Linked DNA regions of Sus scrofa: region 1 is linked to region 2. Evidence: chromatin contacts called from public Hi-C data. All regions are on one chromosome and are shown on one strand. The core of a region is the stretch at or near the end of the contact, and the rest is flanking DNA. Distances in the headings are between cores, read along the strand shown. Region 1 has its middle 21 kb from the start of LPIN2. Region 2 overlaps MYOM1 (myomesin-1).

Evidence for each region. Hi-C and Micro-C count contacts between places; a contact is called where the count stands out from the background.
Region 1: a Hi-C map of liver shows a contact between it and region 2, with 2.6 times the contacts expected there. The contact joins two enhancer-like sites. A contact is called at or near these places in 1 of 5 promoter capture datasets (liver), 8 of 47 Hi-C or Micro-C datasets (blood, embryonic fibroblasts, epiblast stem cells and 2 more) and 1 of 2 datasets of contacts at active chromatin or transcription factors (alveolar macrophages).

The regions. Positions count from the first base shown.
Region 1 is chr6:103,665,042-103,667,741 of Sscrofa11.1, forward strand. It overlaps a transcript of LPIN2 not described here. Among named protein-coding and RNA genes, the nearest start is that of LPIN2, 21 kb to the right of the region's middle. Within about 2 kb of position 1,425, at least 15 of the 83 cell types and tissues checked have an H3K27ac peak or open chromatin away from gene starts, as enhancers often do. A contact at or near this core is called in liver, where this site is marked.
Region 2 is chr6:103,545,307-103,548,006 of Sscrofa11.1, forward strand. It overlaps MYOM1 (myomesin-1), which reads left to right. Exons shown (of 37, transcript XM_005665300.3): 20 at 1,612-1,796. Among named protein-coding and RNA genes, the nearest start is that of MYOM1, 95 kb to the left of the region's middle. Within about 2 kb of position 1,330, at least 20 of the 83 cell types and tissues checked have an H3K27ac peak or open chromatin away from gene starts, as enhancers often do. A contact at or near this core is called in liver, where this site is marked.

The DNA of each region.
Region 1 (2,700 bases), core at 175-2,674, 120 kb after region 2:
GGGCAGCAGGCAGTGAACGCGCTGAATGTAAGATAAATTTTCCCATTTCTAGTTTTGGTGAAATTTGTTTTCAGTTTTGCCATTAACATTTTTATTATGCATATCTTGATGGTATATTGCTGTAGTAAACATCACCACCACACCCTTATTTACTCATTTGGATATTTTGTCTTTAGTGATGTTTAGGCAGAGAAAGTTTAATAATTTGAACATTATTAAACATATGAGGATCAGCTAGTATATTGATGAATTAACCAAATACATTGATGGAATGATGAAAACTCCTGTCCCCCTCACCTCTCCATTGATGGAACTGTGGCCGAGTGTTCTTTCTTGTTCTCAAGATTGTCTTGGGACCCTAAAGTTGTGCTCCAATAGAAATATAATGGGAGCCACACATGTCATTTAAAATTCTCTAATAACATTAAAAAGTAAAAAAGAAAAGCAGATGAAGTTAATTTTAAAAATAGCTTATTTAACTTAGTATGTGCAAAATATCTTTATTTCAACAAGTAACCTATATAAAAAATTATATGATTTCACATTCTGCTTTCATCTTGTGTGTTTATGCTTACAGCACACTCAGTTGGCACTGGTCACATAGCAAACATAGCCATGTGGGTAATGCAGCACAGACCTAGACACTTGCATAAAATAGTATGTTTTAATTTAAAAATTAATGGACCTTGTCTGTATGTATGTTTTAGGTTTTTAGAAAAATTCTCTTGAAGTTTCTATAAATTGACTTTACTAAGAGCCAGAATGGAAAGACCAGGAATGTTTGAATTTTAGTATTATGTTGTCATACTCGTATTAAAGATGAATTGTTCATTATATTATTACTATTACTATGTGATAGTACCATTATAACATTAATGTAACTAGTGCTGTGTTAACATACAGTAACAAACTGTAATTTGTTCATTATTTACAGAGCTGAGCAGACTAGCTCCCATTCACAGTTGTGAAACTATATTGGGTCATGCCGATAAATAGCACCAAGTAAAACATTTCAGTGATTGAGTTCTATAAAGCATATGTAACCTGGCTGTCTTTGGGAAGCTCATTGATGCTTAGAAAATCTATGTAAACCATTTTCCTTTACATGGCTAATTTATTGACAGTTAAATTCACCATCTATGTAGTTATTTTATTTCTAAAAATGAGGATGTGATTGATTTAGAGAATCATTAACTCAATCCGTGTGCTTGTGATGGAAGCTGCAGTGACGGTCATGTGGCTGGGCAGGACTTGGTACCTATCAGTATAAACACACGGCACAGCCCGTCCCATGCCCCTTATCTCCTTCACAGGGAAGGGGTTGAGGCATTTTGAGCAAATCTTATTGGTAAAGTCATGCATGTATTGCCTTTTTTTTTTTTTTTTTTTTTTTTTTAAGAATCATTTCCTTTCAGTTTTAACCATATTACTGTGTCTGCAAACAGTTTGCACTCAGTCTGTCGGCAAAAGGACTTTCTGTTTTAATTACTGAGAAGTGTGCCTTCATGTCTGAAAAAAGGCATGCTGGTGACCTAGTTGAGTTTTAAGATGTTTTACTTAGAAGATGAGAATGAGGAGGGGGAGAAGATTGCTGAAGGTGGTGATCGCGGAAAGGCCCCTGCTGGTATCCTGGTGAGTTGCATCCACCAGCCTGGCCCCCTCCTCCCTCTGGGAAGCGCTGAGAGGAGGGGGTGGACACCCACCAGGGACAAGGCTGCCCCCTTGTTTTTGGAAAATGTAATATATCAGAGTGAATTTTATGAACTTTTAGATGTTGTGTTTATAGAAATCTCTGCCTGCCTGTTCTCCCTCATTCACTTCACACCATCTTTGTACCTTTTTTCTGTTTATTATTTAGCAATAACTTTCTGCCTAGAAGAAAATGAAGCTGCTGCTTTAAACTGAGGATTTTTTTGAAACTAGATTTCACACGAAATGTATCTAGTTTCACATTCTCTTTGCATCTAAGTGTAGTAGTTGAGAAATAAAAACCACTGAAAGGTTTTATGGGTTAATGTTTTTTTTTTTTTCTTCTACCTTTGAGACTTTTTTCGTCTGCCTTCCTCCACCCCCACCTCCAGCCCACCTCTGGTGACCGTAAATCTGATCTTTGCGGGAGCTTGTTTGTTTGTTTTATGATTTTTATTGTCCTAGTTAAATATTTTTGAAAACTAAACTAATATTTAAGAACTGGCATCTTATTCTGATATGTGACAGGGAAGAGTGACTGCCGTCTTTTTTCTCCTGTAATTGCAAACAAAAAAAATTTGCTCTCTTGAAATATGTGGGGAAAATGCTAATTGTCTGATTTTTTTTTTTTTCCTAGAGTTTCCTCTCTTCTTACAAGATATAAAACAAGTCATTAGAAAAGTGTAAGTTTTAGAAGTTAGCATTAAGGAAACAAAATCAGATGAACTAAGGACAATATAATTTTACCTGTGGAACCTTTTTCTTTAAATATAATCTGAAGTAAATGCAGTAGGTGAAGGTACTTTTGAGGAAATTGAGAGTGTACATTTTTGTGAAAACAAGTGTGAAATAAGACCAAAAATTACACACTTTCTAAAATTTGAGGCTCACAATTAGGGTGATTTTAGTTTTAAAATTGTACAAGTTTTTGTCACCTTTCAAAATGTTAAGGATTTGTGTGCTTTTTGCTCTTGGACCTGTTGGTAGAAATGCCTTTGCTGAGGAATCTCT
Region 2 (2,700 bases), core at 80-2,579:
TCTTTCTACACTACACAAAAGCAGATCTGTTTTTAAATTCTTGCAATTCCTAAATAAAGTTAAAAATGAGTGACTAGAGACCAAGAAATTCTGAGCAGATCTGTGAAAAATGGTTTGAAAGATAAAGTTGGCAAAAGAGATTGCAGGGTGAGTGCTGCCAACTCAGGAGAAAAGAACAGGGCAGGCCTCCAGCCCCAGACTTCTCTTTTCCCATATCCACCCTTGTGTTACTGAAAAGTGTTGGGCAAGCCATGAATCAGGAAAGCTTGATGATAGACTAGAGCACTTAGAACGTTTTATCATCCCTTTGCTTTACAGATGAAGAAAAAGACTCAGGTTCTGAAACCCAGGAGCTCACACAGGTAGTAAGTGGCCGATAGGGTGGGAAACAAGCTATTCTCCTTCCTAGACAAGAGGGGCCAGGAAGCAGCACAGTGGTCCTTTTCTGAGGAGCAGGGCACCTGTTTGGGTGCCTCTCTGGCGCCTGAGGGCGATACAGGACGATGGTTGTGAAAGCCCTTTGCAAAACAGAACACACCACACCAGGGCAAAGTACTGGCATGATTATTTAAACCTATTTCCACACAAGGCATCATCAGGAGACAAGGGTGACTCATTGTGACTGTTAAGGCAAGGTAAACGGCCCAACAAATATCAAGCGATCAATTGCAAAATGCCAAAGTCTAGACCTTAGAGTCTGCATTTGTAATTGGCTCTCAGGCCACTGTGAGTCAGTCCAGGTGATTTTGACTGGTTGGTTAGAAATCACTTGTTATTTAAAAAAAAAAAAAAAAAAAAAAAAAAAAAGGGGGAAGAAAGAAAATAAATAACCATATCACATGCTAGGTAGTTGGGACTCTCCCAGGAGTGCAAAGAGCATACACACAGGGAACACTTGGTTTCCCTCCTGAACAGGTTGATCGAGTTCCTCGTCTTCTCTGAGTTTTCTGTTAATTATCTTAGGAATGAATGAGAGAAAAGAATGTGAAGTACCTGGCAGGGTTTAGCACAGATTCAAGGCCCATGGGATTGACTATATTTGGGGGTAAGGTCTTTGTAAAGCATAATGGCAGTTGGTTTTTACCCCTATACAGGATACATGCTTTACAGAAAAGACTACCCTCCAGTGAGGAGCTATTTTGCAATATTTTTCTTTTTCTATATTCTTATGCCATCAAATAGAGTTACTTTCTTTATCCTACTGGAGATTGGGGGGAGTTTTCGGATTGTCATCCCCAAATAATCTGAAACTGAATCTGCAACTACATCAAAACATTCTGATAAAAGGTGAGGAACACAGGCCTGGCAACAGCCTGGAGTCAAGGCTTCATCCAGCCGCTGGAGGGCACCTTGAACTGGCCTTAACCACTTGCTGCCCATTTAGGGGCTTAACTGGCTGATGTAGAGCTGCTGAGGAAACTTGATATGAAATGACCACAAAATACCTATTTCTGTTGGAATGGTAGATTTTACAAAAGAAGAACACCAGCCTCAGATTCAGCTGTAAGTGCTGAATCTGTATGTGTATACCTGTGGTGCTAGGTTTACACATATTGGAGTTTTCTTGTTTCCATTATGATTGTCACACACTGGGCTCTCTCTCCCTCTCAGGACCACCACACAGCCTCAAGTATAGTGAAGTCAGGAATACGTCCCTGGTTCTGCAGTGGAAGCCTCCCATCCACTCAGGACGGACCCCCGTCACTGGCTACTTTGTGGACATGAAGGAAGCCAATGCCAAAGAGGACCACTGGCGAGGACTTAATGAGGCGGCTCTTAAAAACACGTACCTGAAGGTAAAAGGATGCTCATGGTTTGAGAAACCATTTTTTTTTTTCTTCTCTTTGTAGCCACACTTGTGTCATATGGAAGTTCCTGGACTAGGGGACAGTTTGGCACTGCAGCTGCCCCACAGCAATGCTGGATCCAAGCTACATCTGAGACCTACGCCACAGCTCATGGCAACACTGGACCCTTAACCCACTGAACAGGGCCAGGGATTGAACCTGTATCCTCACAGACACCATGTTGGGTTCCCAACCTGCTGAGTCACAATGGGAACTCCAAGAAACCTTTTTTTTTTTTTTTTTTTTTTTTTAAGACAAAGAAAAAGAGAAAAAAGAAGGTTCTTCTAAAAACATTAACTTTTGAAGTTAGCGAGATCAGAGTTCCCGTCACAGCTCAGTGGTAACAAACCCAACTAGTATCCATGAGGATGCAGGTTTGATCCCTGGCCTCACTCAGTATGTTGAGTCCAGTGTTGCTGTGAGCTGTGGTGTAGGTCACAGACACAGCTCCAATCTGGCATTGCTGTGGCTGTGGTATATACAGGCAGCTACAGCCCCTAGCCTGGGAACCTCCATATGCCATGGGTGCGGCCTTTAAAAGACAAAAAAGTAAAATGAAGTTAGTGAGATCAAACAGAACCTTTCTTCTTTGGTCTATATCTTATGTTGGGTGCCTGGTAGGATCCCATTTCGCAGTGGTTGGAGTTTGGGGAAGCTTCTGATGCTTAAAGCAATTTGGTTGTGATCTAACTCGATTCCCTCAGCCAGGCTTTGGAAAACATCCCCAAGCTCGCTCTCTTTCCCTCCTTGCCTGTCATTGTTGTTACTCACGGTCTTAAGACGGTGACTTTCTCATTCCTACCTCTAATTTTTTTGAGGTGGTTTTTGATTTGAGGGTGCTATTTTTATAGCA